Linked DNA regions of Gossypium hirsutum: region 1 is linked to region 2. Evidence: chromatin contacts called from public Hi-C data. All regions are on one chromosome and are shown on one strand. Each heading gives the region's core, a stretch centred on a gene start, on an enhancer-like site or on the middle of the called end of the contact. The rest is flanking DNA. Distances are from core to core; before and after follow the strand shown. Region 1 holds the start of LOC107922304 (probable LRR receptor-like serine/threonine-protein kinase At2g16250). Region 2 holds the start of LOC107922671.

Region 1 (5,081 bases), core at 458-2,957, 300 kb before region 2:
ACGAACTGTACAAAGAATTCCTACTAAGATCAAGCTTAACCAGCCTTGAAAGATTGCCAAACTGAATAGGAATTGAACCAGAAAGATTATTATCTGAAACATTGAACACTTGAAGACCTCGTAAAGTGCCTAAACTAGGTGGAATTGACTCAGATAAGTAATTTGAAGCAAGTTCAAGCCTTTCCATGTTTCCAAAAGACCCAAAACTTGAGGGAATCGAACCGGTAAGCGAATTAACCGAAAGATCAAGAAATTTTAAGTTCCTTAATAGTCCCAATGTAGCAGGAATCAAACCAGCAAGATTGTTATCATGAAGATACAAAGAAGTGAGTCGACTCAAGTTACCGAGCGTACCAGGGATTGAACCGGAGATATTGCATGAGCGGAGATCAAGAACCTCGAGATTAGCCAACCGGTTTCCGAACGAATCCGGTATTGACCCGGGAAGCGGGAACCCAGAGGCATTGAAGGAAACTAACCGGGCCAAGTTAACCATAGAATCAACATTGAACTTGGGACTGAGTCGTCCAAGTCTGGTTCTTTTTAAACCGGAAACACTGATTTTGGAGACGGAGCCGTTCCGACATTCGATACCGAGCCACGACGAGCAGGGGTCGGACTTGATGGGCCAATCTTTGCCTCGGAGACCTAAAGATGCGCGGAGATCCAGCAATGCCCGCCGTTCGATTGGAGAACTTAACCGAGCTTTCTGAGCTACCACGCACTGGATCAAGAACAAGATTACAGCTAACAAGAATATTGATAACGCATTTCTTTGAGCTTCCATTGATAATGCGAAGCTGATGCTGATGAACTTCAATGGCGGCTAAGTGTCTAACTCATCTTCTTCCTAACAAAATAAAAATCTGTTAGTTTCGTATGTTTACCATTACCATTACTATCAGAGAGCTCTCTTTCTCTTACTAATCTGTGCATTTTATGTTCTTACTTGATTTACAGAAAGTAAAATTAAAGAAAAAAAGAGGGGGGGGTTATTAAGTAATAACTATTACTCAAAAATAGAGAGAGAAAAAATTAAAAAAAATTCTTATTCTTGGTAAATTCTTACCACCAATCACGAGCTTTGATTCTGCATTCGATGTTGTTTACCGCCGATCCCGAATTAATAATAATTTATACAAATAAAAGAAAAATCAAATAGAACTTGATGTATTAAATCCAAAAGAAATTCAAAGAAAAAATGAATGATGGCACGGGGTTTTAAGGGAAGGGAGGGTCAGGTGACATTAATGAGATGAAAGCAAAAAAATGAGGGAAGGGTTTGTTTGCCCAACCGCAGGGCTTTCTGCAAATACAGTTTTACTTTACTATCCACCGGAGCTATTTAGTGAACCTACCATTTCAACAAACTCAAAAGACTCTAAACCTTTCAATTTGATTATTACTACTCACTCAGAGCATCAATGGTGATATGGAGTTTTATGCTTCATTGACTTGGAATTCTTTTTTTCCACTCAAATTTTGTAAAAAATTAACTAAAATTGTTCAAATAAATTATTATACCTTAAAAAAAGAAAAGGTGGAATCTTGATCCTGAAAACCCACTCAGCCTATACCCAACAACAATATGGAATAATAAAATAAAAAAGGGTGAATCCTTTCGTTTTCACATCATAATCAATCAAAATACAAAGTGTTGTAAGTGGCAAATAGAGTGGGGATATATGGATCAAGTCTTAAAAGTCTTCTTCAGCGACATTTACCTGATGAAATTTGTGCTTTATTATTACTCTACCTTCATCAACTATTCTTATTTCTTTTTCCAATTATATGATATTTGAAGTTGGATAATTTTCACACTCGAGCCATTTAGATTTTAAGTTTTTTCTTTCACTTACCCATCCTATTTGAAGAGAGTTTCACTTATAATTGTCTCTTTATTTGTTTATTTTTTCACTTTTAATTACAAAAAATAAAAAATAAAATTAAATCAAATATATTTAACTTCTTTCATTAAAAAATTAAAATTAAATCCAATTAAAAGTAATCATTTTAAATTTATTAACCTTGATATAATTCATTAAATTAAATCAAGCGATCAAACTTTTGATTTTGAGCAAAACATTGATGAAATTTGTGTTTATAAACGTATTGTGGATGGAAAGCTAGTTTTTCTAATTCTGTATGTCGATGACATTCTACTCATTGGAATGTTGTAGATAAATTGTCATCGGATTGTGGTTAACCCAACAATTTAGTATGAAAGATTTAGGTGAATCTAACTATGTTCTAGGAATTTGAATACTTAGGGATAGAAAGAATAAAGTGATAGCTTTATCGCAAGGTTCATAAATAGACAAGCTATTGAAACGTTTTACAATGATCAATTCAAAAAAGGGATCATAACCTTTTGTTTTGAGATTTGATTTTTTCTTTAGAAGACTATCTCAAGGTAGCAAAAGAAAGAGAACATAAGAGAAAAGTTCCTTATGCTTTATGGCATTGGCAGTAGGAAATCTCATGTATGTTATGCTATTATACCCACGTCTAGATGTTTGTTATGTAGTAACAATGGTAAGTCAATATCAAGTGAATCCCGATCCAAAACACGCGCAAAAAATTAAGCATATACTCAAGTATTTATGGAGAACTAAGGATTACATGCTTGTATATTTCAGAGGGGATTTAACTCCTATCAGATATATAGACTCTGATTTTAAAACGTGTTGAGATTCGAGGAAATTGACATTGAATTGTGTCTTTATCCTTGGCGACGAGTCCATAGTGTGGAGAAGTGTCAAGCAAGGCTGTAACACCTAATACCCGACCCAATCATCAGGTCCAGGTACAAGATGAGACAATAACCCAATAACTCAACACTATTTAAAATTCTACATTCGTTTCATACTTGAACAACTTAAATTTCAAAACCAAACTATTAAGATCCGTACAAAACTGGCGATAATTTTTACAATTTCGATTCCCACATCCATTTATAAGTTTCAAATTAAGACTCAGTTACTAACACAATCACTTAAATCCTGAGGCGTGGCCTCCAAGGAAACCCCTCTCTATATATGAAATAGCTATCACTCCCACCTCTAACTCTGGTGGGGTTTGGCTTAGTCCCTCCTCTTTATTTTCAAGTCATTATCTATCCTATACCCAATCAATAATTTTATAAGTTCAGAAGAACTTAGTGAGATATGTACATAAAATTCATGGAAGATTGCTTAAATCTTAAGAAAATAAGACTCTATGTACAGAATTAAACTCCCTGAATTTTATAGGAGGATTCGCGAACTTAGTCGATAAGGCCAATGCCTCATTCTCTCTGAGTCGCTTATTGGCAGACGTAGTCTCTGGACTGGTCATAACCATGTTCTATCTAGAGATGTTCTCTCATGGGTCTTACCCTATTTTATTGTTGTTCAGACTTATGTTATACCACTTTCATGTTATGTCACATCCTTGGTACCTGTATTCATTATTTCTGACTGACGACAACGATTGGCGTCCACCTAGTATTTGCCATAATTACAGATCCTTACCTACATAAGATATCTTTCTAATATCTTCTTTTTCTTGGCGGACTAGTGCCCAAGATGTAACTCCATAGTACTTATTCTTTTAATCCCATCTTTCAAGGTACTCCAATGGATAGGTAGTTCCTGGCGTACCATTTCATACTCAGGTATTCATTGGTCGTTTTCACTCTTGGTAGACCTACAAGGTATCTCCATATTACATGGCCTTAATGGACTCCCTCTTCTCACTATTTTTTGGAGGACTCTCTACCATAGTAGTTCCCAGCGGACTTCTTTGTTATTAGTCTTAGTGGTCTTTTCTTTGCATTATGTAGTCCTAGCTAGGCATACTTTCCTGGAAATTTTTTGGCAGACTTTATTGGTCATTCAGCCTTGTGCGGGCATTTTCTCCTATAAGGTCTCTTGATGGACTTCTCACCCTTTCGATTATCTCTTTGCCAATTGCCGAATTAAGACCTTAACCTATAATAATCCCTTTCGTATCTGTTCAGCCAATGTGGGTTTCGTGATATTTCTGGCGGATTCTTACTGGTAGGTACTAGTACTATGTATGCTAATTTGTTTAAGGAATTTCTCCTTTTTTTTGCACAAACCGGTGTTGAGGCATTTCTTTCGCTTCACTCTCCATTTCACTTTGGCGAGTCCTCGTGTTATCCCGTTTGCTTGCGTTCCCCAAACGTGCCAAGACCATTCTGTCTCGCAACTTGACATAAGTCACACCGCGACTTCTTCTTTATTCTTTGGTTGGATTATTGGTTTACTGTCTTGCAATCCCCATATGTTGTCATAACAGATATATGGTCTTAAACATGTAATCCCCATGTTTAATGGCCTAAAGGAATCCATGTGTTGTCATAGCTGAGCTATGGTCTTACACATGTAATCCCTATTTTTAATGTCCTGGCGGACTCTATTAGTTGCCATAGCTGAGCTATGATCTCACACCTTAACCTCTTTCATGGTGTTGCCTCGAAGGATCGTATCGCTGTCACAGTGTTGCTCCATAGAGTCGATAGACCGTCGTCATGGTGTCACTCTAGTGAACCAATAGATAACATTTCACGATGCCATCCAAACTCTATTGAATCCCCATTTCAATCTGCCCATTCATCCATTACACCAATTTTTACTATCTTCATCTACCTCGACAAGGTAAGTACCTCCGCACTCTGTATATAAACTACTCATACATTTCATGCAAACAAGGTACTTGATACATAACACAAAGTATGCCATATATATTCAACACCACGTGATAATCGTTTGACGTTCAATTATCATACTTACAAATATTCACATACTTATACAAGGTTATGCATTCACAACATGCTCAATCACCATTTTTACACACAACAATAGATTTAGACAACCCAGAATAGTCACAACACAAATAATTCATCAACTCAATTTCCTTACCCACCTTAAGTAGAGTACAAAAACTCACTTTGTTTCCTTTATCCTCGTCAGCTTAGCTTGTCTAAACACTAGAGCCTCCTTTATCTTGGCAACTAAGCATGGCAATCATTTATCTGTTAAATCGAAGGTAATTAGCCTTAAACATCAGAACCAGTT
Region 2 (4,552 bases), core at 26-2,525:
TGCATCTTTAAAATTGAATAATGTCAAAAATCACTCAAGAGAAGAAGAAAAAAAGTTTGGATTGTATATTTTTACACTCGAACTTGAGGCACAGATAAATACCAAAGAAATGTGACTAAATGTCATTTAAGAAAAGTCATAACGGTAAGTGTCGTTTTAGAAATACCATAAAATATCGTTTTAGAAAGGTCATAACACCACGAAAATGCGACTAAATGTCATAACCTCAAAAAGGTTATAATACTAAGTTGCGTTTTAGAAAAATCATAACATTTTGGTGGCTGAGTGCATCATATTTGAATCACCATTCATTTGTAAAATCTCAGTATTGTATTGGATTCACCATGGTGATATCTTAATATTGTATTATATTTGCAAAATTTTAGTACCGTATTAGAATCACCATTCATTTGCATTTGTAAAATTTTAATATTGTATTGAACTAATAGAAATATTATTATATATAAATAACTTTCCATAATTTTCTTACTAAAAATTGTCATTTTAATAAAATATTTTTCAAAAAAGTCACCCGACAGCTTCACCAACGTTAAACACCTAGGTGGACTAAAACTTGTGGGTGAAGAAATTGTAAGAAAAATATTGACAAATTTATAACCGTTAATTATAATTATTCTTAATAATTTAAATTTTATTTCATATTACAATTTATAAAATTATTTTAAATTAATTTTATTGTTATTATTTTTATATTAAAATTTTTATTTTTATATCTTTTATTATAATTTTTTTCATAAATTAATTTATTTGTTAACACAAACTTTTATAATAAAATGTTGATGGTCTTATTTACTATAATTATTTTCAAAGTTATTTATTTTAAAATTTTAAAATTTAAAAGATTATAATATCAACAAATACTATTAATTCATCCGGAAATGCAAATAGGAAATTTGAGAAAAATTTCGAATGAGCAAAATCGCAATTGATTTAAATTTTTTATTTAAACTTTTGAGTACAATAAATAATAAAATAATTCTATTTTTTATGCACAATTTTTATTAATTTATCAATGGAAAAGTCATTAGTGGTTCAATCAAGTTGAAAATTTCTTTTTATTTAAATAAAATTAAATATAAAATTTAATTAAGAAGATTAAAAGAAATTCACAAAATCCCACTTCACACTTCACTCTACGGTGAGGCTGACAAATAAGATCAAAAGTAAGTAACGCGTGGTATGAAATCATTGGGCAGAGGTTTGGTGAGGCTTATCACAATCAATAAATCGGTCTCTTTTGTCTCCATTTACACAGGAAAAAGAAAATAACATGTTTTTGAGGATAAGCACGAGTTGAAGCCTTAAAGGGTAGACTGGACTGCCCCACTGAAAACCAAGGAAAAGATAAGGCTCCACTCCGCTCGCACTCGCCTATATAAAGCCCCATTTTTCTCTCAAGATATTTCTTACTTCGCATACTTCACTTTTCTTTTGGTCAAGCAAGTGATAGATCATCAACAAAATAATGGGTTCTTTACTGTCAGGATGGGATTCTCCTACATCTGATCCTTCATCAGGTTCTTTGCAGAAACCTCTTACTACATGCCTCACTGTTTCCATGCTGTTCTCTGTTTTTGTCTTTTTTTTAAATAAATAAATAAAAAAACTTAACCCTTGTTGTTTAATCTTTGATCATATGAAAAATATTTCAGCTATACTTAAAAGAAATCGGTCACTTACTAAAGAAGAGATTGAAGCTTTCTGGAGATCAAAAAGGAAAACAGAGGAAGAGCATCTTAATGCTATATATGGTTCACCAGATAGTTGCAATCAGCAGGTACAAATTATTTGTTTGATAATCAGTGTAGCATGGTAATTTTGTACTGAACTAGTACCATCTTTTGACATCTATATAACATGAAACTCCATTGATGAAGTATGGAAGGGAATATATGAGATCAAGCTCCATGCCTATACCAAATAGAAACCAGGGTTTCATAGACATGGACACAGAAAAAAGCCTGGAAAATATCGTAAAGCAAAGTGGGTGGTAAGTAGCTAAAATCTTAATACCCACCAAAAAGAAAAGCTTAAAAACTTGAAATTAAGAGATTTTCCATGGATGATTGTAGGTGGACAAGGAGCACTTGGGCATTCTTGAATGAACCTCCAGTTCTTGACCGACCTACAAACAATTACCAACCACAGTTCCATGTTGCCAGCCTCGCTACTTCAAAGTTTAACAAGAATTCTGGAATCAGTGCCAATTAGTGTTTTTAACTCCTAATGGTATCTTATGTGGGTGTATTTATCTACTTAATCTGTTTATATAGAACATAATATTACTGAGATAATATTCTGGTTTGTGCGTGTTGAGTGTGTCATGGTTTTGAATCTGTACAAAGTATAGAGAGAGGACTAAATTAGTGATAGTAGTGTGGGGATGAATCTGTTGCAAGTATTGGTCTCTAGGGTTCCTTTGACAGCTTAAGATTTGCTAAGCTTTTGTGCTGTATACAGATCTGTATGACGGATTTTTCTTCTAGTGGTGGCTTTTTCTTTTTCTTTTTTTTGGTAAACCAAGAAGAATTGTGCAAAATCGTTTTATGATTTCATAGTTTTTCACTGCACTATGTTAAAAGAATCCAGGTTCTTGAGAAAGTTTATTATGATTCCCGAAAATATTATCGGAATTGAACACTGATTATTTAGTTTAGAACCAGTCAGTTAACTACGTTGTTGACTGAGTTTTACTTTGATTGGTATAGACATTATAGAAATATGTGAGTTAGAGTAGGTTAAGGCCTATTATCTTCCTATTTATAAGTTGGGGAGAGATTATAGATAATTTTAAGCATTCTGTTAAAAAAATTGATATGATCAGAACTTATAATATAATACAGTAATATCTAAGGATTAATTAATCTCTAAATCATAATTTGGTTGACTTGTAATACAAATAACAACAAAGAAAAGGTGAAGTATTGATCAACATTTAAATCTGTGAGGCTCTCAGGGTTTTCCTTTTACCTGCTTTATTTAAAAGAAAGCATGTCATCTTAAATTCTCAAAGCAATTTATCATAATATCATGCATGTGATGAACAAGATGTAACCACAATAAATTAATAAATTTACATTTTATCATTTAACTTTAAAAAAAGTTATAATTTTTATTTAACTTGTTGAATTATTCAAAATTTTTTATTTAAATTATTAGATTTTTAAATTTTTTTAAAAGTTTGACTAATGAGTTCCAAGTAACTATTCGACGACTCGTATAATAGATTAGTACTTATCAATGAGCAGAAGAAGATATCTTAAATCTGAGTTAATCTTGCGGTCAATGTCGGAGATCAAAAAAGAAAATTGTTTAGATTTTGATTTATAAATTCGTGAACTTCAAAATTTTTATAAAAAATAACTAAACTATAAAAGAGATGAAAAATAAATTTTTATAAAAAATAATCAAAAGAAATGAAAAATAAGAGATTTCGATTGGTGTAAGTAATGTGAACGAAAAAGGTCATATAATAATAATTTTAATAATTTTATGATTTAAATAATTTTTTTAAATATTTTAATAATTAATTTTATAACTTTTTAAAGTTATAGATAAACTTTCTAATGTAGTTCTCCTGCCTTTCTCCTACTGCAAGCGTCATATGCATGGCAAAAACCTCTAATTATGCTTTGTTGATATTTTATTCCAGATTTTTAAGATCACACTTAGAGATTAAAAAGATGATGATGGGTTGAAAATTGATAAATCTTTAAGAAAAAGCTGTGATGGCACCCCTTAAAATATTCTCTTTAAGTTCTCTTAAGATATTTGAGTGGCAGGACGGACCCATTGTCAAGTATTTTAGGCGAAAGTTTATGGGGCCGGCCAACGCAAGGAGTATCAAGTGTGGGGGCCAGGCGTGATAAATAAATAAAATCATGGGAGTCTTTATCAGCCCTGTGGACCACACCATCACAGCCGAATTTTGAGTCCCTACATTTAATTATTGGGTACACTAAATTTTTATTTGAGTTAATAAAAAAAAAGTTATAATTTGTTTATTAAATTATGTAAAAAAATTTATTTAAGTCATTGTGATGTTAAAATTAATGTTATATAGTTTTTTCTGTTCGTACTACCTGCACTAATTGAAAGCTCTATTTTCTCTTTTCTTTTACAGTTTAATTTTTTTCATCAAACAACTTTGAATGTCATGCATCTACAAACTAAAATTTAAACAACTCTTTTCTTCGATCTCCAACCCTGGCTATCAAATCGACTTGAATCTAATGTATTTTCTTCTAATCGTCGATGGGTATCGATCCACCATATCGATATTTGAATCGTAGCTTATATTTGAATCGTAGCTTGGAACTCGCTGATAGAACTTAAAAAAGCTTAAGATCCTAGTGACTTAAATAAAAACTTTTGAATAGTTCAGTGACCAATTGTAACTTTTTTTTGGCTAAGTGATCAAATGAAAACTTAATATAGTTTAGTGACTAATTGTGTAATTTACCCTTAATTATTTTTATCTTTTAATGAAATATTTTCATTTTATGTAATTAAAATAAATTATTATTAGAAC

Evidence for each region. A called contact is a pair of places that touch in the nucleus more often than the background predicts.
Region 1: a contact with region 2 is called in a Hi-C map of leaf, with 2.6 times the contacts expected there. The contact joins the promoter of LOC107922304 here to the promoter of LOC107922671 in region 2. A contact is called at or near these places in 5 of 34 Hi-C or Micro-C datasets (callus and leaf).

What each region holds. Positions count from the first base shown.
Region 1 is chrD01:19,346,719-19,351,799 of Gossypium_hirsutum_v2.1, reverse strand. LOC107922304 (probable LRR receptor-like serine/threonine-protein kinase At2g16250) reads right to left here and starts at 1,707. Exons shown (of 5, transcript XM_041087259.1): 1 at 1,070-1,707; 2 at 1-846. The coding sequence starts at 787.
Region 2 is chrD01:19,045,208-19,049,759 of Gossypium_hirsutum_v2.1, reverse strand. It overlaps LOC107922671, which reads left to right and starts at 1,275. Exons shown (of 4, transcript XM_016852804.2): 1 at 1,275-1,538; 2 at 1,674-1,798; 3 at 1,899-2,011; 4 at 2,094-2,506. The coding sequence starts at 1,487. The coding sequence ends at 2,232.